7 separate regions of the Mus musculus genome follow, and all the other regions are linked to region 1. The links are chromatin contacts, called in public promoter capture Hi-C and targeted proximity ligation maps. All regions are on one chromosome and are shown on one strand. The core of a region is the stretch at or near the end of the contact, and the rest is flanking DNA. Distances in the headings are between cores, read along the strand shown.

Region 1 (3,575 bases), core at 434-2,933:
CGCCCCTAGGGCCCTCCCACCTTGGCTTTACTTTCAATTCTAGTCGCGTCAGAGCCGCGGCAGGGCTCCCTCCCTGGATCAGTTCCAAAGAAGTTGTGAGGTCCTTAGGAGGGGCATTTAACGGAGCCCTCTCCAGTCCAGTTTTTGGTAGGGACATGGGGAAGAGGACATTGAAATCCAGGCCATTTAAGCCAGAATACAAATCGGTGGCGCTGCCAAGGGTCCCATAAAATGTATTGGCATTTCCCTCAGCATGGCAAATCGAACGAAAACCCACCAAAGGCACCTCAGCAAAGCATTCCTGCCACACGCCACAACCGGGTACCCCAGGTTCCACGCCAGTAGAAGATTCCCAAGTTCCCGGAGCAGAACATTTCAGCCGCTTTCAATGTCTCCCAGGTTCCTCCCCACCCAGCTCCGGGGGCCCACATTTGGATCCTGGCCAAGAGAGGCAGCAGCCAGGACCCCCCTAAATCCGTGCTTCCCTCCCAGTGTCCCGCCCCCTTCCTCTCTCCCCACCACCTCCCTTCCAGACGCCGCACTCAAAGCCCTCCAGAGCACAGCAATTCTGTGGCCCAGGAGGTTAATCCAGGCTTTTCTCTCCCAGTTAGAACCAGGGGCGTTCTCACTCCTTGGCCTCCAAAAGTCTCAACCTTCCCTGCCACAGCCACTCGCAGGGCTATTTCCTCAAGCTAAATAGCGCTTCTGGACTTCCCAGGTCCAAAGGTCCAGGCGAGTCTCAACCTGTCCAAGGGCACTCCATATTTTCCACAGACCCTACCTGTCCCTCATTGCTTGTAAAAACAAATTAAACAGAGATCCCAGCAACTTCGGGGCATGTGTGTGACTGTGCAACGAGCGCGTTGGAGAGAGCATCGCCCTAGAGTTCGGGCCACAGCTGCAGAAGCACATCTGGAAAAGGGGGAGGGGTCGAAGCGGAGGGGACAAGAAGCCCCCAAACGACTAGCTTCTGGGTGCAGAGCCTGTGTCACCGGGGGTTGGTTACCTGTCCTACGTTGATGAATCCGTACTTGCTGGCTATGCGATCTGCCTCCGCGAAGCCGCCGGCGATCTTCACTGCCCAGTGGTTGGTGTAGACGCGCGTCCGGCATACCGGGAGCAGACAGCCGGCGAGCAGTGCCAGCACGCACAGCAGGTCCCGCCGTCCCGGGCGGCTGCAGCGGTTCCCCCAGTCCCAGTCCATGGTCCCGACGCTTCGCCGCCTTCGCCCGCCCGCTGGCTCGCGCGCTAAGCAGCGCGCACAACTAACTTCTCCGGCCTGGGCCGGCGGGGCGCGCAGCCGGGAGCGGTCGGTAGGAGGCTGAGAGCCCGGGAGCAGAGCAGAACAGCTAGCCCCTCTCAGGCTCTTAGACCATGCCTGGGGCAGAGGGGACGGGGTGACGGGCTCTGGGCCGGCGGGGCGTTGAGCGATCGCTCCCCGGCTTGCACGGGAGGCGGCGGAGTGGGACTGGAGCCTCCGCCGCGGGCTCTCCCGGCTTTGCTCTTGGACTCTTCGTTTGCCTCTTGCTCCTCTCCGGCCCTGGAGCTCCGTGGAAACGACCGGCCGGAGCGCAAGCAGCGGCCGGGCGCCCCCTCTGCTGAACCCGGCTCCAAGCGCTCGCTCGCTCGCTCGCCCTCTCGCTGCGCTCCCTCCGGCTCCGAGCAGCGCGCCGGGACTGTGAGTGGCGACGGCAGCGGCGCCCGCTCCGCATAAATGACTCCCCCGCCCCCCGGAGCACCCCTCCTTTCCCACATCTCCCTCCTCCTCTACTCCTCCGCCCTCACGAGCGGGGCCTCAGCCAGGAGCCACCCAGGTCCTAGCGCCTCCCTGTTCTCCCTGCTGTAAACTCCAGGGTCGGGCCAGTGAAGTCCTCTCCCCAAAGGGCTGAGAGGAGAGTGCCTCCGGAGTCTTGATTTCTATCCTTTTTATTCCGCCGGGCTGCATTTGAATTAATTTCCCGTTACTCTGGAAAGTCTAAGATTTACAGGATAATGAGAGGGAAGTATGGGCAAAGATTCATTCATCCCGGCGCTAAACGCCCAGGACTGAGCATTTTAAGGTCACTCCTGTCTCAATTTCAAAACAAATATCGAGATTTTCACTTCACTAATTCTTTATGCTTTTCAGTAACTGTTTATTTTGCGCATTCTGCTCCCCGGAGAAGCTGTCACACAGGACAGTTAAGTATCATTCACTCTTACAAAAGCCAAAGCCAAAAGTCTGTCGCCTGTTGACTTGGGAGATCAGCCATTCTGATACTCAGCAGCAACATCACAGGAGGGTGAAATCCCTGCTTAGAGCATGGAAAGATATTTCTATGAATATCTACAGTACTAGAGAACGGATAAGTGTGGGTTCCAAGGGAGCGGCCATTCGGTCATTCGTTTCTGTGTCCTTATCTCCAAGGGCTTCATTTACCTCAGCAAGGAGAGTTTTCCAACTTTCCAAGTATGTCACCAGAGCAGAGGGGGAGAGTAATATAAAAAGGACCACAGAGGAAGTCAGATGAAATGCCACCAAGTCTGCGTTAAAGTACCATGACTTCAGACACAACAGGGAATGGTGTCTGGCCTTCTTCAGACTTCTCTAACCACCTTGTCTTTTGCAGGTGAGGGGCCAAAGAGTAGTTTCTTGTAAAAAGAAAAATTGGTCTTTATGAAATGGTTTGCCTAACCTTAAAAGAAGCAGCTGTCCGAAGCCCTCACATCCTATCCCTCTCCTCTTCCAATCCCTTGTCATTCTTCCTAAAGACTAGTTGACTGTGTCTGAGATTAACCCATCTCAGGATGATTTAACTGTCTGAAGGATATCTGCAAGCTTAAATCTACTAGCACCTTGGAGCATAAATTTTATAGATTTTGCATATTGTATAAATAGATTATATTTTTTTTCTTTCAAACAAATTCAAATAACAATGCCCATACATTACAGATCAAGAGGTAGATGAGAAAAGCAGATACATGCTGCAGAAAGGCATGCATTCTATTGATTTATTTATTTGGCTAGTTTAACACATCTGTTTCAAGGGCCTGGTCTATGATTCCTATCAGATTGTGCTGGACATAGTCGGGGGTGGGGCACAAAATATTGGTGGAATTTAGGCTCAGAATTCTCTAAAGAAAATGCTCATTGTTACTTGGCATTATTTTTGTAAAGAGAGAAACCTAGGCATTTTGCTTGGCTCTAGAGTCCGTATAGTCTGGCTACTGGCCAGTCCCTTTGGACAGACCTCTTACCACCCCTCTCAACCATAGATTCCAGAGTAAGGGGGCAGGGAGGGAGGGAGGGAGGAAGGGGAGAGAGAGGAGGGAGAGGGAGAGGGACAGGGACAGGGACAGGGACAGGGAGATTTGCTAATTGCCAGGGTGACCATCTGCATCCATGCTATTAAAAGTTGCTGAATTCCAGATAGAACAATCAGAGTTAACTGATGATCTAAATCTCAGCACATATGTAAGAGACAGAATTGCATGGATTTGTTCTCGGTTGGGCAAGAGAGCATATCTGAACTTGATCAACAGCAAGAGGATGGTCCCAGTACAAAGTACTTTGAGAGTCAAGCTTGAGACATGGC
Region 2 (3,575 bases), core at 353-2,852, 500 kb after region 1:
GGAACAATATAGAAACTCTGTGTTTTGACCTTTAGTATCAAGCTTAAAGCAAAGAGATCAAGAGGCTAGGCAGGAGTATTGAAAAGGAATTAGAGAAACTCTTGAAGGGATGGTCTTATGTTTAAGAGAAAGGGGCTGAAAATAGCCAAAGTTCAGGACTGAACAGCAGAATCACACTGGAGAAGGGCCTCTTCAGAGCACATGCGTAGAACAAACAGATTGTGGGGTTTGGGGTCATGGTTGACAGTGCTCTGTGCTAGGCACAGTGGAATATGTTTTCGCATGTCACTTTGAAGGAAAGAGGGACTCTTCCTTTTCTTTCCCCTTCCCATCCCTTCATAACCTTGGTGTTCCATTGTCCATTTAAACCATGGCTTACTACAAAAGACATTGTTTCCTACCAAAGACATTTCATGAAGATGAGGAGACATCACACTCCCCAGACGACTGAAACCAGCATGTCTGAACATATGTCAGAGTCTCTGCACTAGTCGTCAATCTGCTCTGTCTCATGGACCAAGTGTCTCTGCCTCTGGTAAGATGGTAACAACATCACAGATCCCATGAAAGGGTCGTGAAACAACCCATGGAGCTAAAAGATATAGCACCATGTGGATTCTTCATCAGTCTCTGGACACTCACAGGTCCCAGAAGAGTCTCCACAAGAGGCTAATGGTTCTGTACATTCTCTTGTGCCTTGCCCAGTCTTCCCAACTGCCAGCTCAAAAACACAAAGCATTTTGGCATTGGCTAGCTCAATCAAGACCACTGGTGTGCTCGCCTTTCTACCACAAGCACTTTACACACAAGAGAAGTGAAAAGCTATTAGAACCATAACTCAACTTGGACCTTTTCCTCTCACAGGTCTTAAGCATGGACACACATTAGCAAAGCACAAAAGGAGCCCTCATGAGAGTTGGTGTGAGGCTTCGTATTTGTTGTCAACTTGACTGGATTAAGAAATATCTGAGACTGGTGAAAGACACCCCTGCATGGCCCTTGATGGAGTTTCCAGGGATAACTGTTGTGTAGGACAGTGACTGAGAACAAAGACCCACATTGAATACTAGCTGTGCCTTCTAAGCTGCTCAAATGATCAGAAACTGGGTGGAAACAGCACGCACAACATGCACATCCCTTTCCTGTCGAGTGAGTGCATGCATGGCTGCAGATATACTGGCTTCTCTGGCCTTTCAATGTGAATTCCATAACAGCATCTCTTTAGGGAATCTTTAAGTCCTGTAGCACAGGACTGGTAGTGTCGAGCTTCCTGGGCTGTTCAGCTGCCCAGCACACTGCCTTTCCAGCGTGTAGATGGCCACCTTTAGATTACCCAGTCCTGTCTTATGAATCAACCCAATCTACTATTATACTAGCTATATACATTTTATTGTCTCTATTACTTTAGACAGCTTTAGATGATGCATGACCCGAGTCTGAGTTCTAGCCTACTTTCTTGTTCCAGTTCTACTCTCACCTACCCACGGGAACTTGGATAAATGAATCTGTCTCTTTAAAGATGACTCATGAGAGGTTTCAGCCCATCTCCTCTACAAACTGGCGATGATATCACCACTCCTGTTTACCACTCCATCGTAAGACACATTCTGCAAGATTATGTTTTGTTACTGTTTGTGATTGTTAGAGAAGAGACTCTGGATGCTTGCAGGATGCTTTTGGAAGCACAAGTTGTCCTTAGGTTTAACTCAAATTCCACATTCTTGAGGTCAGCATTCCAGTTTTCCAGAAGAAATTACTCTCCGTGCTCTGTGTCTCCAAGCACTTTGTCAGGCCCCTCTACTACACTTGCACATCCCCGCCACGGCCCTTGAAATCCAAAAGTCCTATGTCTCATGCCTTTGAATCCTCGGGGCCCAGCACTCTCCTGTACATCATGTCTGTGCTGAAAATACTTGGATAAATGAGATTCCCCCAACAGTGAATTGGTTCTGGACTACTTGCCTTTAAGCAGGTCATCTTTGGCTTAGAATCTCAGCACATTTTTAGAAATTGGAAAGGCTTGTCCACAATGTCAGAAGGGAACCACAGGAATATGATAAGGTGGGGCTATCAGATGCTTTGGAAGTCATTTCATATTCAATTTCCTTTGTTCTTGGATCTCTAAATCAAAGGTGGTTTTATCCTTTCTTTCTCTAACTTCAAAATGATATCTGCCCTTCCGGTCCACTGCAGCACCAGGGTCCCTGGCACGGGGAGTCTCCGGACACCCGCATAATTGAAATACTGAAATTCAGAATGGGTCCACGTGATCTTGTAGATGTGTCCACTACAGAAAAACTGTCAATAAAACAGAACTGTGCCAAAGCCTAAGCTCAGGTCTCCATAAAATACACAGTCCCCTATCCTCAGGTGCCAAGAGACATAAACAAGATACTTTTATTGTAAAGGAATGTGAAGCAACTAGATCAAAAAGGTTTGGGTGGGGTTTTTTTCCCCTTCCTTCAGTGTGATCTAAAGCTGAAATGCAATCCAGCAGTTAAAAATGGAGCAATTTGAAGGTGTTTGGTTCCAAAGTATGAAATATGCAGAACTGTAGTCTGAAGTCTGTTGAGTTGGCTGGCCATGAGACTTGCCAGCCTTTCTTGCGCACTCTCTAAAGGGAAGGATTGCCGGGATTCAGCAGAGCCAGACAACATCCCAACAGTATTAGCATCACTTGCCCCGCTGCTCTCCATAGTAAGAACATCCCGTAATAGTGTGTAATCATATTGTGCAATGCTGTGTCTAAAGACAGGCCTTATTAAATGGGAGATGGCCACTGATATGTTTCTCTGTGTCATAAAGTAATCATAACTTTTTAAGAGCATCGAAGACAAATGGAATATTGCAAATGGTTCAAAGCACTGTGGAGAGGTAAAACAAATGGGCTGTCTGTACCTGTAGTCAAGATGCCATTCTTGGCAATAAAATTGTCTCCTGAGAGGAACGTATGCTGCCTCAGAGTTGGAAGATATGTGTGTATGCTTCTGCCCAACAAATCAGAATCTTTTTAATCACACTCAATTGTTAAATGTTGGGAAATAGTTTATGACTTGACTACACACAGGCAGATTTCCACTATGAGGCCTCAGACTGTGTTAGCTTAGTTCTGTAAGTTCTTTAATTTAATCTGTCCAGCAGTGCTTTTATTAGGAAGCAAAACTTGGATTTAAGGGAGTAAAGGCTTAAGGGAGCTGAGCATCTGGTTAATGCTTTGTAACGGGTAACTAGCAAAGCTAGCTTCTAAGAGAGATCTTACTAAGTAGCAAGGCCACAGGCCCCCTCTGTGCAAGAGACATTGCAGCTGAGTGAGGCTCAAACCAGGAACTGGTTATATTGCAAAGCTGGGAATCAAAGCCATGGAGACCTGATTCTCACTTAAGATTTTTCCTACTATAGAGTCAGGCTGCCTCTTGTGTTCCCCCTGAAGTTCTTAAAATCCTTTCAGTTGGGAAATGGGGTGATAACACCAAGCTTTTCCCAAGCAGCAGCCTCCTCATGCATTTAAAAGGTAGGGGCATTCCAGAGAATTCTGAATACTGAGAGAACAAAGCCCTGTTGTAGTTAGCTTTGGC
Region 3 (3,575 bases), core at 322-2,821, 400 kb before region 1:
TTCTGTCATGGGATCTGAGGATTACACTCAAGTTGCTCATGCAGCCAGCACTTTTACCTACTAAGCCATGTCAGTGGCCCAGAAGATACTGGCTTACCGTGCATCCAAACCTTCAGTGAAACGGATGACAAGGAGGAGGAGCACAAAGGTCGGATGCTCAGTGGCGGGGCACTTGCAGTGTGTGCTATTTTCCCTGAAAATAAATACGTGAAAAGGAAAGAAAAAGAGAAATGGGATTTGCTTTTCTTGAAGCAGTTGGGAGTATCTATGATGCTTTCAGATCTTCTTGTCACATCTTCTGGGTGTGGTGCTACCTATGTAACTTCTATCCATGTGATCGTCAATAAATTCTTAAACTTCTCGGAGCCCGATTCTCTGAACTTTAACTTTGATGTCAGAATTCAAACAGAGCTTGTGAGCAAATGTGTTGATTTATTTTATTTATTTTTATTTTAATGATTTTATTTTTATTTATTTCAACTATCGATGCATTTTCTTATGGTTTCAAGTTTAGGAACACAACCAAGAATGGATGCAGAAAATCAGTGGCTCCCAGGAAAGCTGCTTATCCTATACTTGCTGTAAGATGTGGAGGAATTGGAAGAGCAGGGCCAGCAAGCTTCCTCCTGTGTTCTGTTCAAACAGCCAGAAAGAGGAGAGTTTGTATTTCTGTTGTAATGGGGGACTGAGCTTCCTCTGTGGTCATAACGAATGGCTATAGGGCTCAAGTTATCTTAGATCCTTTCAGTTCTTGTGAATCTCATGGAAGCTGAAGGTTGGTAGCCTGAGTATCTTATGAATGAAAGAGATGGTTCAGTGTTAAACATAGGCTGTGCGGAGTGTAGCCATATGTAGGCCATTTTCACTTCCCAGAAAGACATGTGGGAAATGAGCTCTCCAAGGGTGGGAGTGGAAGAGCATACACCAAGCCCAGGTCTCAGTACCTTTCCCTCTCTGTATTCCCCTACGATACATTCTGGGATGCAGATTCCTTTCAGAAGGTGGTAGCTCCACACACAGGACAAGCAACTCCACGCCTCCTTTCCTGAAAGAGAGAGAGAGAGAGAAAAAAAATCACATTATGAGACAGATTTCAGATTCTAACCTCTGTTTTGCAGTCAAAAAACTTGGGAGTAAGGAAAATGTCAAGTAAATTGAAGCTGAAAGGGGACCGAGGCTATGACAAGTATCTACAGGACAAAGTAAAGACACACAGAATTCGCAGTCTCTTCCCAGGGACTCTCAGTCTGGACAGTGAGAATTTGAGGACGAGAGATGATGTGTCACAGCAAAAGATTTCTAGAAGACGAGAAGTCATGTGGAATGCTTCTGAAACCTGAGGGGCCAGCCAGGATGTAGCCTGTGGGAGCCTCCCTGCCCAGCATGTAAAAGGAAGGCCCAGGGTTCCAACTCCTGCTGGAAAAGGAATGTTCATGAAATCTTTTTCTTCTCCTACCATCAAACGTTTGTGGTTTCCTTGAGGATTCGAAATCCCCTTTGCTAGATAGTTTGCAATATGCATTATTATATACATAGCCTTCCCGCTGTGTAGCAGGCTGGCAGACCAGTGTGACTGGAACTAAGATTGCTTCCTTTCCAATTTGGCTCAAGTCCAGGCCCTAGGTAGTATTCAGTGGAGTGTGTCAGCCTTGGTGGAAACCAGTAACTTTATTTTCATGTCCTCCTTTGCTGTATTGCAAGCCCTGAACACATAGCTTTCACAAAGACTTAAGTTCCTGGGCATTTGTTTGTTTGTTTGTTTGTTTGTTTTTTCCAAGGCTAAGAGGCTCTATTACTGCTTCTAAGGGGCCTTGAGGCTGTAAAGACAGACCTTTTCACATTTCCTTAAAATTCAGAACAGCTCACCATCTGCTTTGCTTTTCACTGACCTAGCCTATTTTCATCCCCCTCCCCCAAACCAGCCCTGTGAATTCAATTCATGCAGGGCAGCCCTGGGAATTGACTGTGAGGAGCAATGGGCAGAGTCAGCCTGCCATCAAAGGTCTCCAGCTTAGGGTTGGAGAGATGGCTCAGCAGTTAAGAGCACTGACTGCTCTTCCGAAGGTCTTGAGTTCAAATCCCAGCAACCACATGGTTGACTCACAAACCATCCATAATGAGATCTGATGGCATCTTTTAGTGTGTCTAAAGACAACTGCAATGTACTAAGATATAATAATAACCCTAACCCTAAAAAAACAAAAAACAAAAAAGAAAGAGTTTGTTTGAGAAGTTCAGGGTTTATACTGTGTGGGGAAGATAAATAAGAAGGTGAGCTTGCTAAAGGAAGGACATAACTCACTCCAGAGGCAGCAGCTGCACATAATGGTATAGATTAGGTCCATGTGTGGTGCACCCACCTCCCTGACTCCCTGTGCTTCAGAATGCTATTTTTCTCTTCCCTCCCCAACCCTTTCCTCTTCTTTTCTCTCCTCCCCTTCCCCGCCCCTACTTCTGTTCCCTCTTCTCCCCTTTTTGTCCCCTCCCCTACTTTCCTCCCCTTTCCCTGCTGTTTCTGTTCTCTCTTCCCTTTTCCCACAGGATGTCAATGTGTCCACCCTCCCCCTCCCCCCACCTCCACCTCCACCCCTCCATCCCCCTGTGGCTGACTTCAACCTTCTAGCCTCCTCCTATCCCAGTCTTCTAAGTGCTGGAGTTACAAGTGTGTGCCCTGTGGCTGTCAAATAACTTTCTTCCTCTTTTTTATTTTTTAAAGACTTATTTTTTATTAATATGAGTACACTGTAGCTGTCTTCACACACACCAGAAGAGGGTATTAAATCCCATTACAGATGGTTGTGAGCCACCACGTGGTTGCTGGGAATTGAACTCAGGACCTCTGGAAGAGCAGTCAGTACTCTTAACTGTGGAGCCAACTCACCAGCTCCAATAGCTTTCTTCTTAACAGCTAAACTTACTGGGCAGTTGAAAGTGGATGAAAAACAGACATTCTGTTCATTCAAACTGCTAACTTTTTCTCGATTCGTTTTCCATGTCCTCCTTAGTGTGACAGTTAATGTTTCAGAAAAATTTAAACTTTTTTTTCTATTTAATTTATAGCCTAAGGTTGGGGGAAATCCTCAGCTTCTATAATCTGTGTGTTTCGAGACCAGAGTTAGCACAAGACACTCTAACTGGCAAAGGATATGTGTGCTATCCTAAAGTCAGCAGTGGAGGTGAATATGGAGGCTGGAAATGCGTAGCAGTGAGTTCTAGGCCCAAGTTCCACACAGGAAGACAAAGAAGAATCCAACCTGTGGGCTTTCTCCAGATCCACCCAGTGCTTCCAGTCACCCCTGAACCCTGTCTTGGGGATCCTGTGTTGATGAGCTTGTGAAAGGAATGCTCGAGCTGCCACCCTTAATTTGGAGGAAATTTCAAGTCTAGTAGAGAATTGTAGTGTTCTTACAACTGCCCTCTGTCATCATAAATGATACTTCCAATCCACATTAAAAGTGTTCAAATATGGTTTGTGCTTTGTTGTGATGTACCTGTGTTAAGACACAGCAACTTACCTAATGATAGTCCTCCCCTGGCTCACTGCACAACACTAACGGGTAGAAATAAGGTCTGCC
Region 4 (3,575 bases), core at 571-3,070, 360 kb after region 1:
AATAAGTTGGTGCTTCTTTTGTCTTTAAATAATATTTCTTTGCTATGCGTTCTTAGCACTTTAACTAATGATGTGTGTGGGTTCTTCTGTGGTCATGTCTATTTGGATTTTAAATGTGGCCTGTACTCATTTGCCAATATTTGGCCTCAGAATTGATAAAGTATCATTGACTGTATTTTCTGTGCCTTTAGTTTGTACTTCAGCTGCTTCCATATCATGAATTCGTAGGTTTTGCTTCTTGATCATCTTCAAGTCCTTGAAGTTGTACTCACACTTACTTTTAATTTTTCAATGATCTCTAAGCATAATATTTCTTTGGTCTTGCATAAGTCCATGCTATTCTGTCTCCTTGGTTTAAGGTACTGGTGACACTTTCTATTGCACTTTTTATTTACTTTGTTAAGTCTTTTCACTTCAAACACTTCCTTTACTCCAGAACCTCAATTTTCTTATTGAATTTTTTTCATTGCCAACTTCCTTTTGCAGGTTTTAATGACTACACCTTACTTTTTATCTATTTTATCATTCTTTTTGAGGTCATTAGTCATTTTAAAACTTTTGAATTTCAATATCTTTTAAATTTTAATATATTTTATTGATGGATTGTAAGCATTTGGAATCATATTGTCTTAAATTTTCATAGTCTTTATTTTGCTACTTTCCAATTTTTGCATGTACTGAAACAAATACTTTTTTCTCTTATTTATTTATTTATTTATTTATTTATTTATTTATTTATTCATTTATTCATTTTACATCCTGATCAGAGCCCTCTTCCCTCATTTCCTCCTAGTCCCACCCTCACACACCCCTTCTCCCATCTTTTTCTCCTCAGAGAAGGGGGGGCTCCCCCATTGTTACCATCCTGCCCTGGCACATAAAGATGCAAAACGACTAAGTGCATCCTCTCCTACTGAGGCCAGATAAGGCAGCCTACTAAGGGAAAGGGACCCAAAGGCAGGCAACAGTCATAGGCAGCCCCACTTCACTCATTAGGAGGCCCACATAAAGAACAAGCTGAATATCTGCCACATATATGTAGAGGGTCTAGGTCTAGCCCATCCATGATCTTCTGTTGGTGGTTCATTCTCTGTGACCCCCCCCCATTAAGGCAGATTAGTTGACTCTGTAGGTCTTCTTAGAACACTTGTTTTTTTAAATGAGTATCTTCTCAGTAGCTCACCTTCTCTTAATCTGTGTAAAGAACAAGAAATAAAAGTTATTTTTTTTAAATCCAGATATTTTAATGTAGTTAAAAAAAACCCAAGAATATCAACTAAACCCCCAATGAGACTCAAAGAGAAAGAAAATAAAGTTCTTCAAAACAATTAAAAGTCAGTATTTATTCATTGCAGAAGAAAACAAAATGGAGATGATACACCCATCCACCACTTGCCTTTTGTAGTTTGTTGAATGATGTGAGGGCACCCAGTCATGTCTCTGAAGGCCAAACAATTTAGATTAGAAAGGCCTTTATGCAGGCTGAGCCCCTTCATTGCCTTTCCTGCTAGGCTGGATTTCTACCAGTGGTGGTTTCTCCTCCCCAGCCCACCCCCAGTATGGAGACCTGCCAATGGAGAGGGGTAGAGAGGGCAGGGGGTGCCCTCACACTAATTCTGCTGGCTGACCTGATGAACTCTTTCCTTTTCATGCTCCTTCACACCAGATCAGGGATTGGTACAGGAAAGTCTCAAGTTGTCACTGCTTTTCGTTCAATTTCTCAAGCTTTCTGTGAGTGCCCAAAGCAGGCCGTGCTGGCTGGGCAAACTGCAGGTCACTGACTAATCCCATTGATCCCTTGCTAGTAGTCACATACAGCTAGCCTCTCCCCCTTACCAGAGTTCAGTCTGTAGTTGCCCTGACATATTTACCTTTAACTTATCTCTCTGTGGCACCACCTATAATTTCCACACAAGTAGATCTGTGTCCATAAATATGAGTCCAAGTCACAACAAGTTTCCTGGGTTCAGATGGATGCTTAGAGTGGTCACTTGCTTAGGTAGCAAAGAAAGAGAAACCTCTGAGGCTTAGAGAGATAGCATATGAAGTGTCTGGCTATCCGGTTGTCTTAGTTGGTATTTCATTGCTGTGAAGAGACACTGTGACCAAGGCAAATCTTAGAAAGGTAAATAATTAACTGGGACTGGATTACAGTTTCAGAGATTCAGTTCATTTTCATCGTGGCAGAAAGCATGGCAGTGTGTAGGCAGTGATGGTGATGGGGGAGCTGAGAATTCTACATCTTGTTCTGACCATCTTCTGAATGCAGCAGGAGGTGGGAGAGAATGGAGGAGTGTCACACTGGCCAGATTTGAGCAGATATATGAGACTTCAAAGCCCCTCCTCCAGAGACACACTTCTTCTAACAAGGCTATAATTCCTCCAATAAGGCCACTCCTCCCATGGGCCAAGCATATTTATACCAACACACCAGCCAAACTATTTGACTGTAAGAATTCCCCTCAGATGACCCCCTTCTACAACATCAGTAAACAAGGTGGTGAGTGCAAGTGTCTCTTCTTCAGTGTATTCATGCTGCAGAAAACAGAGAGCTCCTGACTTAATACTATATTTTTTACAGAGTTTCAATTTCCATTTCCATGAAGTACCCTTCAATACACACACACACACACACACACACACACACACACACACACACACGGATGCACTTGATTTTATGTTTATTCATTTGTCTCTGGGGGAGGTTGCGGGGTGTGCTTCCCACAGAGGCTAGACCAGGCCATTAGATCGGCTGGAGCTAGAATTGTGGGTGGTTGTGGATCTTGCTGTATGTGTTCTGGGAAATGAACTATAGTTTGTTGAAAGAGCAGTAAGTGCTCTAACCATCAAGCAGCCCCTCCTTTTCTTTTTTACTTGCAGCCTTCATATCATTTTGACTAGTGTCTGATGATAGGACCCATTGTTTCTTTTATAGTCTAATGCTCACCATTTTTGGATTTCATCTGTTTCCAGTCTACTATTTCTGCTACACTCACCTCACTTCCCATGCAGGAAAGCATTGCCACCTTCCAAGGTAAAGTCTACTCTTTAGACTGGGGCCGAATATTCAAAGTAACTAAAAATAACTAAGGAATATTTATTTTTATTTTAGTTTTAAAGTCAACCACATTATCTAGTGACACATTTCTGTACTCTGAGTTTATAGAGAGAAACAGAAGCGTTCCCTCATTCAGCTTAACTGAATCATAACTCAAAGAACCAAATATTAGTTTCCCCAACACTGAAATTTCCACAGAGGGTACAAATGATGGATTTTGACTATGTCATCACCCTGTGTGGTGTTTAGTAGTCTTTTTATCATGACAACATACATAACAAAAATAAGAAAATAAGGGTTCACTTTGTCTCACATTCATTTTTTTAATCTTATTTTTTTAATTAGGTATTTATTTCATTTACATTTCCAATGCTATCCCAAAAGTCTCCCACACACTCCCCCACCCACTCCCACTTCTTGGCCCTGGCATTCCCCTGTACTGAGGCATATAAAGTTTGCATGACCAATGGGCCTCTCTTTCCACTGATGGCCGACTAGGCCTTCTTCTGATACATAT
Region 5 (3,575 bases), core at 372-2,871, 340 kb before region 1:
TAATTTGTAATGGCTTCATAGTTTACTCATTCAAAAAATTTTATGTTTAACTATGTGGATACGTGCATATAAATGCAGTATCTGTGCAGGCAAGAAGAGGGCATCAGACTCCCCCACCCCACCCCTTCCACAGAGCTAGAGTGACTGGAGGTTCTAAGACATTGGTGCTACGAATAAAACTCTAGTCCTCCGGAAGAACTGCATTCATTTGTAACCTCTGTGCCATGTGTCTCTCTCCCAGTTTCTCCTCAATCCCACTAAAGAAATGGTTTCTACTATGTTCATAGCAGCCTTATTTATAATAGCCAGAAGCTGGAAAGAACCCAGATGCCCCTCAACAGAGGAATGGATACAAAAAATGTGGTACATTTACACAATGGAGAACTACTCAGCTATTAAAAAGAATGAATTTATGAAATTCCTAGGCAAATGGTTGGACCTGGAGGGCATCATCCTGTGTGAGGTAACCCAAACACAAAAGAACTCAAATGATATGTATTCACTGATAAGTGGATAGTAGCCCAGAAACTTAGAATACCCACGATATAAGTTACAATTTGCAAAACACATGAAACTCAAGAAGAACGAAGACCAAAGTGTGGACACTTTGCCCCTTCTTAGAATTGGGAACAAAACACCCATGGAAGGAGTTGCAGAGACAAAGTTTGGAGCTGAGACAAAAGGATGGACCATGTAGAGACTGCCATATCCAGGGATCCATCCCATAATCAGCCTCCAAACTCTGACACCATTGCATACACTAGCAAGATTGTGCTGATAGGACCCTGATATAGCAGTCTGTAGTGAGACTACGCCGGGGCCTAGCAAACACATAAGTGGATGCTCACAGTCAGCTATTGGACGGATCACAGGGCCCCCAATGGAGGAGCTAGAGAAAATACCCAAGGAGCTAAAGGGATCTGCAATCCTATAGGTGGAACAACATTATGAACTAACCAGTACCCCGGAGCTCTTGACTCTAGCTGCATATGTATCAAAAGATGGCCTAGTTGGCCATCACTGGAAAGAGAGGCCCATTGGACTTGCAAACTTTATATGCCCCAGTACAGGGGAACGCCAGGGCCAAAAAGTGGGAGTGGGTGGATAGGGGGTTGGGGGGGGAGGGTATGGGGGACTTTTGGGATAGCAATGGAAATGTAAATGAGGAAAATACCTAATTAAAAAGAATTAAAAAAAATAAACATTTAAAACACACACACACACACACACACACACACACACACACACACACAAAGAAATGGTTTCTAGATCTTCTGTGATTCTCCTGTCTCTGCCTTGTCAGTATAAACTCCAACCCTCCACCCAGCGCTCCCCCACCTCTGCACACTGGGAGCTCAACATCCTAGACCTCACATTGCTTTTCTGAACAGCAGATGGTCGTTTGAGCCTCACTTGCTGTGCAATGCACTTGACCACTCAGATCTCTTACTTAACTAGGTTTATTTTGGATGTGCTTGGCTCAGCTCTCTCTCTCTCTCTCTCTCTCTCTCTCTCTCTCTCTCTCTCTCTCTCTCTCTCTCTCTCTCTGCAAGCCTACGTGATCCAGACAGCCTTGGCTCACAGCTCAACTTCGCAGGTCAGTTACACAATAAGTTACTCAGCTCTGGGAGCAAACAGTGTAATAATGCGAAGAGCCAAGATGATGAGCTAATTGCTCTAGAATTGAGCTCTGGCTATCTGGCCAATATGTCCTTCTCTGCCATAACCATAAGAATGTGAGCTTAATCATAGGAGAAAGACAAGGGAAACATTAGGGGACACCCAAGAACACAAGCCCACGAGGATAGACTCAGACACAACAGGTGGAGATTTCTACAACGTTCATTCTCTTCTCTAGGCAAATGGAAGATGAATGCAGTCTGCTCTGGAAAGGAGCGAGCATTTGGATGGTCTACAGGGTTAGAGCCAGACAGTCCTAAGTTTAGCTTTGGCTCTAAAACCTACTAAGTTGTGTAACTTTGGGCAAATTACATAAGCTCCCTGCGTATTGCCTTCCTCATTTATCAAATGAAAATAAGGACTTTGGATAGAGAGGGCTAGCCTGAGAAATCCAGACCATGTGTGTGAACCATCTGCCTAGCTCCATACCTAGCCTGGACAGAACATTAAAATGTAATAATTATCACCTCTCTGTGTCTGCTTCGGCTCCTGTCATCCACAAAAGAATTTCAAATATGGTGGTGCAATTATGTGTATATGCAGGTTCTCAGTCACTGTTTTTTTTTATTTTTTTTTATTTTTATTTTTTATTTACCATGGTTGCACACCAACATCAGTCAGCGCTTCAGAAAATACTGAGGCCTAAGCCCTACTCCAGAAGAGTCAGATGAGAACGGCAAGCGGGCAGTGTGATGTTCATGTTCTCGCTCTCAGGTAATTCCAGTGTGCAGCGAGATCTGAGAACTTCTCATTTACATGGGAGGCTCCTGAACCCAGAGAGAAAGGTTTCTCTGTTTCTGTGTCTTTATGCCTAGGTGGATACCCTCCCTGAAAGATAGAGAGGGCGGTTCAAATTCTCAGTCTGGCTGGTACATTTCCTGGCAAGTAGATAAAGGAAAGGTACAGCAATACAGGGTTGCCCTTGCTACCAACGCAGCAGATCCTTTTCTGACTGTGACCACACACCTGCCATGAAACAGCATAAGGGAGCAAATGGACATTCTACTGCTAAGTTGTCATGTGTTATTTAAACTTGCTGAGAAGCTGGCTCTGCAAAAGGAGACATCCTGCGCCGCCACTTCAGACTCAAACATGCCATATCAAGTGTCCTCCATGATTCTTGTTTGAGGATGGCCTGCCCCAAGACCCCAACACTGTGACAAGGAAGGAAGAGTGTAACAGATGGAGGGTTAAAACATCGTGTCCTCAAGAACTCGGAGAAGGCGAGCTATTCCCAACAGATGTCACCATTGTTTCTGCCATGATATAAAAGTGCCCTGCATTGAGAGTAGGAAGCCAGAAGTCCAGACATGGGAGCTCAGTCGTGGCAGAACTGGCGCCTCCAGCTGACTGCCTCAAATACCTGAGTTATCTCCGCTTGGTGTCCTGAGCACCACCTTACACGATGCTGTCCTGTCTGCCGCTTTTGCCTGCCCACTGTGTCTGTATAACTGCTAATTGCTATCAACTCCTTTACTTTTGTTTGGGATGTACTTAATAAACTTATTCAAAACCAAAGCGTTAGGTTCATTCTCCTGACTGTGCACTACAGGGTAAAAGGATTCTGGTTTATGGCTTGAGGCAATGCATTGTGGGGAAGTTTGGTGGCAGGAGACTGAGATGGCTGCTCAGATTGTGTATAGAGGTAGGAGGCAGAGGTCGATAAATGCCAATACTTAGCTCACGTTCCCCCCTCCCTGCCTTCACTAAGAGTGAGACATGATCCCATGGGATGGTACCGCCCACATTAAGGGTGGATTTTTTTTCCCTCCTCCCTTAAAGTTCTCTGGAAACATCCTCACAGATACACCTAAGCGTATGTCACCCTAGGTGATTTTCAATCCAGTCAGATTGTCAATGAAGAGTCACTGCCACAGTGGAGATCCAAGAGTCAG
Region 6 (3,575 bases), core at 451-2,950, 310 kb after region 1:
CAGGTGATTTAGACCTTTTGTCATGAAAGAGACTTGAGATTGCAAATTTTAAATAAATTTTATCAAATCCTTACACTTGGAAAAACTGAAAGCAGTCTTTAGAAGTTACGATAAATCAGGAAAAGCAAGAATTTAATATGTAGATTTAAAAATGTAAATATATACCTAAATTCAAAATTAGATAAACCAAGGCAATTGAAGCAGTTGCCTCTTGGGGCAATGATACAAACTCATTTCCATGGGATTTATCAATTGTCCATCCTAATAAACACATTCTAGAAAAATGCACTCAGAAAACATGTCTACTATAGGAAATTTGGGGTCTGGTAAATAGTTTCTAAAAATTCCTCAATTTTGATTGTTATTTTCCCATTCAAACTTTGCCTCTTGAATATGTTATGTCAAATGAGAGACAAGAACACAGAGTAACTTAGAATTCAAGGGCATCCGAGGACACAGCTGTCCTATGGATATAACTCACAATCCACCCTCCTTGTGGCCTTGCCCCCTCTGGTTCTGCTCTGTAGTCTTTCTCTCTTCACAACCTTTGCTCTGACCATGAGGTCATGGGAATATTTTACCTTCCTGTGGTTTTAGCTTCCCTTGGCACATCCTTCTGTCTTAACATCACCCAGCTCTTTTCTAATTTCCACAAAACCTACTTGACACGTATGGAATGAAACTTTACTTGTTTCTTAAAACCTATCTCCAATCTTGTATTTGCTTTTCAGGACCTTTTTACCTACATTTGTTCTCCTGTGGAACCTGAACAAAACAAACAATTATTGAGTGAATATTTGAAGTTGCTTTTTAATTATCACGTTCTAATTTCATTCATTGACTTAAGGGGGTGCTTTTAGACTTCTGATATTTTTGTTCAGATACTTAATATTCTAAAAGATTGTTGAGTTATTAGCTTTGGAAGTTTGATCACCAGAAAACAAAAAGAGCTCTGCATGGCACAAGCTGATATTTCTGATGGTCAGGAAGTTGGAGAAGAACCACTGATTTCAAGTCTGTCTGCATGACAGGGATTAAGGAGTTTTTATTTCAAACAGAAAAGGACAAAAGTCCAAAATATTCAAGAATATCTTTATAATCTAAAACAACTCTAGAATACTATGGGTCAGTAAAAGTGTGTGTGTGTCTGTCTGTCTGTCTGTGTGTGTGTATGTGTGTGTGTGTAGAGGGTGTGTGTAAAGAGAAATAATAGGGCGCCAAGAGAAAAGTAACATTGATTTTGTCTGGAGCACACTGATGGGATGCATAGTGCTAAATCTGATGTTCACATGTAAGCATGAAGGTAGATATACGCACATACTATGAGAAGCCTGCAGCTGGAGGCCCAAGCAGATCCACTGAGTGGAGGCTAAGAGCAGCTGTGTGAAACCTGGAACGAGACAAGGGGTTTCGGTTAAACAGATAGAATTTCAAAGCCTAACTCAGCCCTACTGAGACCCTGGCCAAATGGTTAACATTTGCTGACCCTCAATTTCTGTGCCTCTGCAGGCTAGGAGGGACTGGCTTTGGGGGCTGCAGTGACAGGTAGAGATAAAGTAGGAGCCAGCACATGGTGGGAACAGTAAACCAGTTGTCACTGTGGAAATGGCTAGGTGCTACACTTTTGTACATTGAGTCCTATCGTGTACCTAGAACATAAAATCAATATTCCCTCCATCTACCTGGAAACTATTATTTATTCCAAGAAACTGGCTTCAAATCAGGAATGTTTAGGGCAAAGGTTGGTTTTTACTGCTGTTTAAGCAGCAAGGGCTGTGTTGAAAGCTTCAGGGTCAGTAAACCCTACGTAAACAAGGCCAACTCAAAGTTCTATATTTAAAATCTGCTAGTCTAAAATACTACAATAATTTTCCATGTTCGTAAAGGTCTTGACACCCATATCTAGAAGATACTGCACTTTTAAAGGTTAGCTTGCTGTGGAAAGCCATAACTGAATATCAATGACTGAGTGATGTGGGGAAAATTGTAATGAACACCTTAAGTTCTCATTTGACAAATTCCTGCCCTTGGACTCTGGTAAGAAAAATGCGTATTTTCTGGAGACAAGGACTCCCCTTTGTCAAGGTGCCCTGGCTAAGATGTAGACATTTCTTGTGGTCAGCTTTCTCTATAATATGTTATTTTTGCAATTGCAAAGCTCTAATAAATTGAAAATGTATCGAGGAGTATCCGCTGCAACAGAGATAAACCTCAAAGGACATAAAACAAGTTTGAAAACTAGTAGTAGTTTCTACTGGGAAGACAGTCTCTGCAGCTAACTGTCGGAAGCCACCAGAAATAGCAGAAGACAGCAGCAGGGAGGAGCAAGCAGAATGGGAAGTTATATGGTATGAGCTATGTAAACTCTGCCATGTGTGAAATCCTCAGCCATTGCCTCCCCAGCTGCCACTTGGCCCCCAGTCAGCCTAGTGTAGATCTCCTGTGTTTTCAGAAGCAATGCGGAAGAAAAGGATGCAACTAGGCTCTGAATGTATCATCAAGATCATTTGAACAAAGGTGTCAGAGTCCTAGGTGCCAGATCCTGTGTCCTGATGGAGGAGAAGGCTACTTCTAGGATGCCAGCCCAGGTACTCCTTATCCTATAATGTGAGATGTGCCCAGACAAGTGTGTGAGAGAGAGGGCACCTGAAACACTATCATCCTTGTGCTTGGGTCAAAAGACAGTATTGTTTAAGCTGTTTTTATTTTTTTTTTTTTCTTAAGAAGAATCCTCCTGAAATGCATGTAGCATACCAGCCTCAGAGGCACCGGCTTGCTGTAAGCCTAGGATAAATATGTTTATTTGGTTTTCAGTCCTCACCTGGTGGGCCCTTGAAATGTTATTTCTGGACTTGCAAAGCATTGCAATTCTATTTTCCAAGGACTATTCAGGCTAATCTGCTACCACCACCGTGGAAGGAAAATAAAGATTCTTCTTTCTGGCTGCTAATCCCAACCTAGAGTCTAAAGTGTAATAAGGCCATCTTCAAAGACAAAAGATCATGTGTTTTCAAGCATTTCTTCCAGGCAAACATTTTCCTATCAAGTGGTTGCTTTCATTAACTACCATCTGCAGGCAAGGCTGGGCTTGGCTTGGTTTTTAGAACAATAAGGACCCATAAGGAAATAACATTGCCTAGGCCGAGTCCAAGCAGGGTATCTCCTTCACTTCTGGGGTGCTGTCTCTACTCCTCAGCTTAGCTTCACTTCACCTCAGCCATCAAATTTGTTCCACTTTCTAGGACATGTTGGTTTCGTTTTTTGAGACAGAGTTTGACTCTGTTGTTCTAGCTGGCCTGGAGTCTGCAGAGATCTGCTTGGTTCTGCTTCCTGTGTACTGATTTTAAAGGTGCATACCACCCATACATGCCATGAAGCCTGGCAGTGCTTAATTTTCAATGTTATTTTTCTCCTTTCTCAGTGTTTACAGACCTCCCCAAGGCTTAACTTCTGACCACTGGCCACTTGCCCCTTTTGGTTTGTATTATTGTTTTCCTTTTGGTTCTTTCAGTTCTCTTCTGAGTCATCTGTCCCATGTGTTAGTTTTCACGGCTCCAACAAAAATAGATGAGCTA
Region 7 (3,575 bases), core at 463-2,962, 290 kb after region 1:
AACTGTATCCATTGTTATGTATGTTGGTTAGAGTTTTGTCAATTTGACTTAATCTAGAGTGACCTGGGTAGAAGGAACCTCAATTGGGGGAAAAATGACCCCATTAGTTTGCCTTGGAAGCAAATCTCCGATAGCATTTTTGTTTTTCTGTTTGTTTTGTTTTGATTTGATTTGCCCTGATTGACTGGTGTAGGAGGGCCCAACCCACTTCGGGCAGTTCCACCCCCCTGGGCTGATGGTTCTGTGTGAAGTAAAAAAAAAAAAAAAAAGGCAGACTGAGAAAGCCATGGAGGCCAAGTCAGTGAGCAGCATTCTTCCATGCCATTTGCTTCAGTTTGTGCCTTCAGTTTCCTGCTTTGGGTGTCTGCCCTGACTTCCCTTCTTCATCACGGACTGTGATCTGGGTGAGTAAGCCAAAGAAACTCTTTCCTCTCCAGGTTGCTTTTGCTTGTGGTGTTTTATTACAGCAGCAGAATCCCAAGTAGAGCATCAGGTTAGGAGTCTTACCTTTTAATACAGGCAACACACACACACACATACATACATACATACATACATACATACGTATGTATATTTCTGTTTGTGGTTTGTCAAATCTATTAAAACAGAACCCACAAACACTGAAGACTTGCTCCATTTCAGTTCTTTAGACATCACTAAGGCCATCCTGGTTAACAGAACTTTTGACTTCACCCCTCGGCTCCTCACGCCTGGGAATATCAGCACCCACTTTTCATTAGCCATCCCCCATTGCATCCCTTGCCAGCCTGCCACTGCCAGGCCATTTAGAACTGTGGTTGAATGCAGGTAGAATATAAAAGAAGTGGGGTAGAATCCAGACACCCAGGTCTTCAAATGGGGCCACAGCAGGTTCTTAATATTTTTGAGGCATGAAGGCATTTTTCTCTGAAGCTTATTCTCATTAATCTTATTCTCTCTCTCTCTCTCTCTCTCTCTCTCTCTCTCTCTCTCTCTCTCTCTCTCTCTTTCTCTTTCTCATCTTCCCATATTTCATAAAAAACTGAAGTAGTACAAAAACTCATGCCAGATGTTCATGTATATCTCAGCATGTATATGAAAAAGAAACGTTTGGAGAGGACTTGGACCTTGTCAGGCCAAGCTATAGGAAGAGAAAATGAGACATGAAAGAATGAAGGAAAGGATAATGTAGAGAAACATTCAGCAGAAGAGTTCCCATGAGAGCTAGGATGCAGAGATGGTCATTGGAGTTAGGCACAAAAGATGTCCAAGCATCCTGCCCAAAGAGACTAGAACTATCTATACTGTATATTATCTCAGACTTATAGAAAAAGAAGACTCGAAGATTCAGGATAGGCAAGAGAACAGATCTACAAGGCCAGAGTGGAAACAAAACTCAGTGATATTGTACAAAAGTCAGGATATTTGATAAACTGAGCTGCAGACAACAGGTATGTCAGCCCCAAGGCACTGAAGTTCATTATCTTTATATAAGTTGCCCCCTAAAGAAAGGTGCATGAGGCTGAGTTGGATCGGCTTGGATTGGAATGTACTAAATTGAATCAAATCAATCTCCAGTGGCTGAGGAGACAGTCAATTCCCAATAACCACAAACAGATTCAGAAACAAACAAACAAAAAAAAAATGGAATAACTTTCCACATTCTGAGAACAGGTTGGAAGGGGGAAAAGAAAACATTTGATTTCTTAATCACAAGCTTTGGCTGCAAACATCTTATGTTTGAATGTCTGAAAATAGTGTTTTGTCTGCCAACTTTCTGTTTTGCACAACTGCCCAAATGGGTTACAGCTGTTTAATTCAAAACCCTAATTCTAAAGCAAGCTCATGGCTCGGTCGGTCCAGAGCCTTGAGTTCCACTGGGAACTTTACTTCACTCTCCTTTTTGTTTTTTTATTTTGTTTTTGTTTTGGGGGTTTGGGGATTTTTTTGTTTGTTTGTTTTATGTGTTTGAGGGAGGGGTATTTCACATTGTTCTTTCAAAAAATGGATTCCTTAGTAAACCAGAGTTATATATTTCACTAAATTCACTCTATGACTACCTAGGTGAGTTGTAGAAATTCCACTCTTTTGTTAGAAATACCTTTACCTTAGATAGGACTCAGAATATGTCTATATAAGTATGGTAGGAATACAAATAAGTTATTATAATCATCAAAATAACAACAACAACAACAACAACAATAATAATAACAGTGGGAAAACTCTCTAGTTCAGTAATGGTTTTTCTTGGACTCATTTAATCGCCCCTATACACTAAGATCTTCTAGATTTTCTCACAAGCCTTTTGTTTCTGCAATGACCATATTGAGAATCCAAGCCACAGGGTAATATTATATCTCACATGGGCATAAGACATGAAGCGTCCTACTATAGGAAAGAAGGAAGACCTGAGTAAGGGCTTTATGAAGTCTGGCTTCAGATCCAGGGTCTGAAAGGTTGCTGTTGTGAGGCTCATCTGCAGTGGAATGGAGGATGAATTCTGCTCTTGAAGTGTTTTTATTGGATTAAAGTCTATCCCAGTAGGTTGGTGGGAAAATGAGCTCAAGAAGCCATGTACTCGTTGGCTAATTGGAAAAGTCAGTGCTTGTGTGTCATTCAGCATCACCATCCAGTTCAACCTATGTATTCAGACCTCTATGAACTTTTAAAGCAACGAATTGGGCTTTTGTAGAAAGCCAAATGTCACCATAATCATTCTGCTAAATTAGAGCTGGGTTCTGATGCAAAGTAGCGTTATATACTCAAAGAAACTGAGAAAAACAATGAGGAGTGGCATTTAAGTATGATTGTTGATGCTTAACCTAGAGACTAAGAAAAGTTTCCAGCATCAGATTATCAAAGGACACTAGATTTATAAATATCCTGGTAATGTTTGGGTTTCCTAGGTCAGGATCAAGGATGTTCACAATCAGGATCAAGATTGGAATCAGGCTTTTTCTCTGAGGGACGAGGGCATTAACTCAGAAGAGTAAAGAGAAGACAGAGGTCACGAGCAAAGGCAGGTGCAGCTATTTGAGCCTTTGTAAGCCTTGCGCTTGTATGATCTCCTGAAGATCACAGGAGAAGGGCTTATTTAGAAAGTTATACGTTTCAGAATTGAATAGTATATGTAGACTCTCCATCAGAGATTTTTGAATTTACTTTGCACAGGGATCACCTAAGGAAGGGTTTGAAGTTTCACGATATTTCAACTACATTTCTAAGCAGCACTTCTGCTATTCAACCTTGGACCACGCTGTGAAAAACAAGGACATAACAGTGGTTCTCAAGTCTGGCTCGGTATTAGCTTTGAATCATGTTGATTTCCATCCAAGGCCATTCCCTAGAAGAGATCTTGATAGGTTTCAGTGTTAAAAAGCTCAACTAGCTTATATGTAATTTGGACACTCATCTGAAACTATGCCTCCATTGTCTCTCAAGTGAGTTTCAAAAGAATTTTTAAAAAATATTTCTTCTAACTTTGGATTTCTCAATGAATTCTCTACTGATGGGTCTAGGTTTTATAAATTTTCAGAATACTAAACTTTATCATCTTGTCTTCAACTGCAAACTATTTCAGGGAGATAAATATTGTC

Evidence for each region. Promoter capture Hi-C pulls out the DNA fragments that hold promoters and counts their contacts.
Region 2: a targeted proximity ligation map of fibro-adipogenic progenitors shows a contact between it and region 1, with 5 times the contacts expected there. A contact is called at or near these places in 9 of 39 promoter capture datasets (the 3T3-L1 cell line, the C10 cell line, the HPC-7 cell line and 6 more), 1 of 484 Hi-C or Micro-C datasets (Sertoli cells) and 8 of 130 datasets of targeted methods (cardiomyocytes, craniofacial prominence, embryonic forebrain and 5 more).
Region 3: a promoter capture Hi-C map of hippocampal neurons shows a contact between it and region 1, with 5 times the contacts expected there. A contact is called at or near these places in 7 of 39 promoter capture datasets (cranial neural crest, embryonic stem cells, frontonasal cranial neural crest and 4 more), 2 of 130 datasets of targeted methods (embryonic forebrain and stem cell-derived neural progenitor cells) and 1 of 9 other capture datasets (embryonic stem cells).
Region 4: a contact with region 1 is called in a promoter capture Hi-C map of liver, with 3 times the contacts expected there. A contact is called at or near these places in 11 of 39 promoter capture datasets (the SN4741 cell line, cranial neural crest, embryonic stem cells and 7 more).
Region 5: a contact with region 1 is called in a promoter capture Hi-C map of liver, with 2.8 times the contacts expected there. A contact is called at or near these places in 10 of 39 promoter capture datasets (the HPC-7 cell line, HPC-7-derived erythroid cells, embryonic stem cells and 6 more), 4 of 484 Hi-C or Micro-C datasets (liver and uterus), 7 of 130 datasets of targeted methods (craniofacial prominence, embryonic forebrain, embryonic hindbrain and 4 more) and 1 of 9 other capture datasets (embryonic stem cells).
Region 6: a promoter capture Hi-C map of liver shows a contact between it and region 1, with 2.9 times the contacts expected there. A contact is called at or near these places in 5 of 39 promoter capture datasets (embryonic stem cells, hippocampal neurons, liver and 1 more) and 1 of 484 Hi-C or Micro-C datasets (uterus).
Region 7: a promoter capture Hi-C map of liver shows a contact between it and region 1, with 3 times the contacts expected there. A contact is called at or near these places in 4 of 39 promoter capture datasets (embryonic stem cells, frontonasal cranial neural crest, hippocampal neurons and 1 more), 1 of 484 Hi-C or Micro-C datasets (uterus), 1 of 130 datasets of targeted methods (neural tube) and 1 of 9 other capture datasets (embryonic stem cells).

The regions. Positions count from the first base shown.
Region 1 is chr19:17,835,949-17,839,523 of GRCm38.p6, forward strand. It overlaps Pcsk5 (proprotein convertase subtilisin/kexin type 5), which reads right to left and starts at 1,684. Exons shown (of 38, transcript NM_001190483.2): 1 at 1,007-1,684. The coding sequence starts at 1,204.
Region 2 is chr19:18,335,314-18,338,888 of GRCm38.p6, forward strand. No RefSeq gene overlaps it. Among named protein-coding and RNA genes, the nearest start is that of Ostf1, 290 kb to the right of the region's middle.
Region 3 is chr19:17,438,075-17,441,649 of GRCm38.p6, forward strand. It overlaps Pcsk5 (proprotein convertase subtilisin/kexin type 5), which reads right to left. Exons shown (of 38, transcript NM_001190483.2): 36 at 945-1,045. Among named protein-coding and RNA genes, the nearest start is that of Rfk, 46 kb to the left of the region's middle.
Region 4 is chr19:18,198,476-18,202,050 of GRCm38.p6, forward strand. No RefSeq gene overlaps it. Among named protein-coding and RNA genes, the nearest start is that of Gm22880, 330 kb to the left of the region's middle.
Region 5 is chr19:17,497,095-17,500,669 of GRCm38.p6, forward strand. All of the region lies in intron 24 of Pcsk5 (proprotein convertase subtilisin/kexin type 5), which reads right to left. Among named protein-coding and RNA genes, the nearest start is that of Gm41813, 37 kb to the right of the region's middle.
Region 6 is chr19:18,144,956-18,148,530 of GRCm38.p6, forward strand. No RefSeq gene overlaps it. Among named protein-coding and RNA genes, the nearest start is that of Gm22880, 280 kb to the left of the region's middle.
Region 7 is chr19:18,127,254-18,130,828 of GRCm38.p6, forward strand. No RefSeq gene overlaps it. Among named protein-coding and RNA genes, the nearest start is that of Gm22880, 260 kb to the left of the region's middle.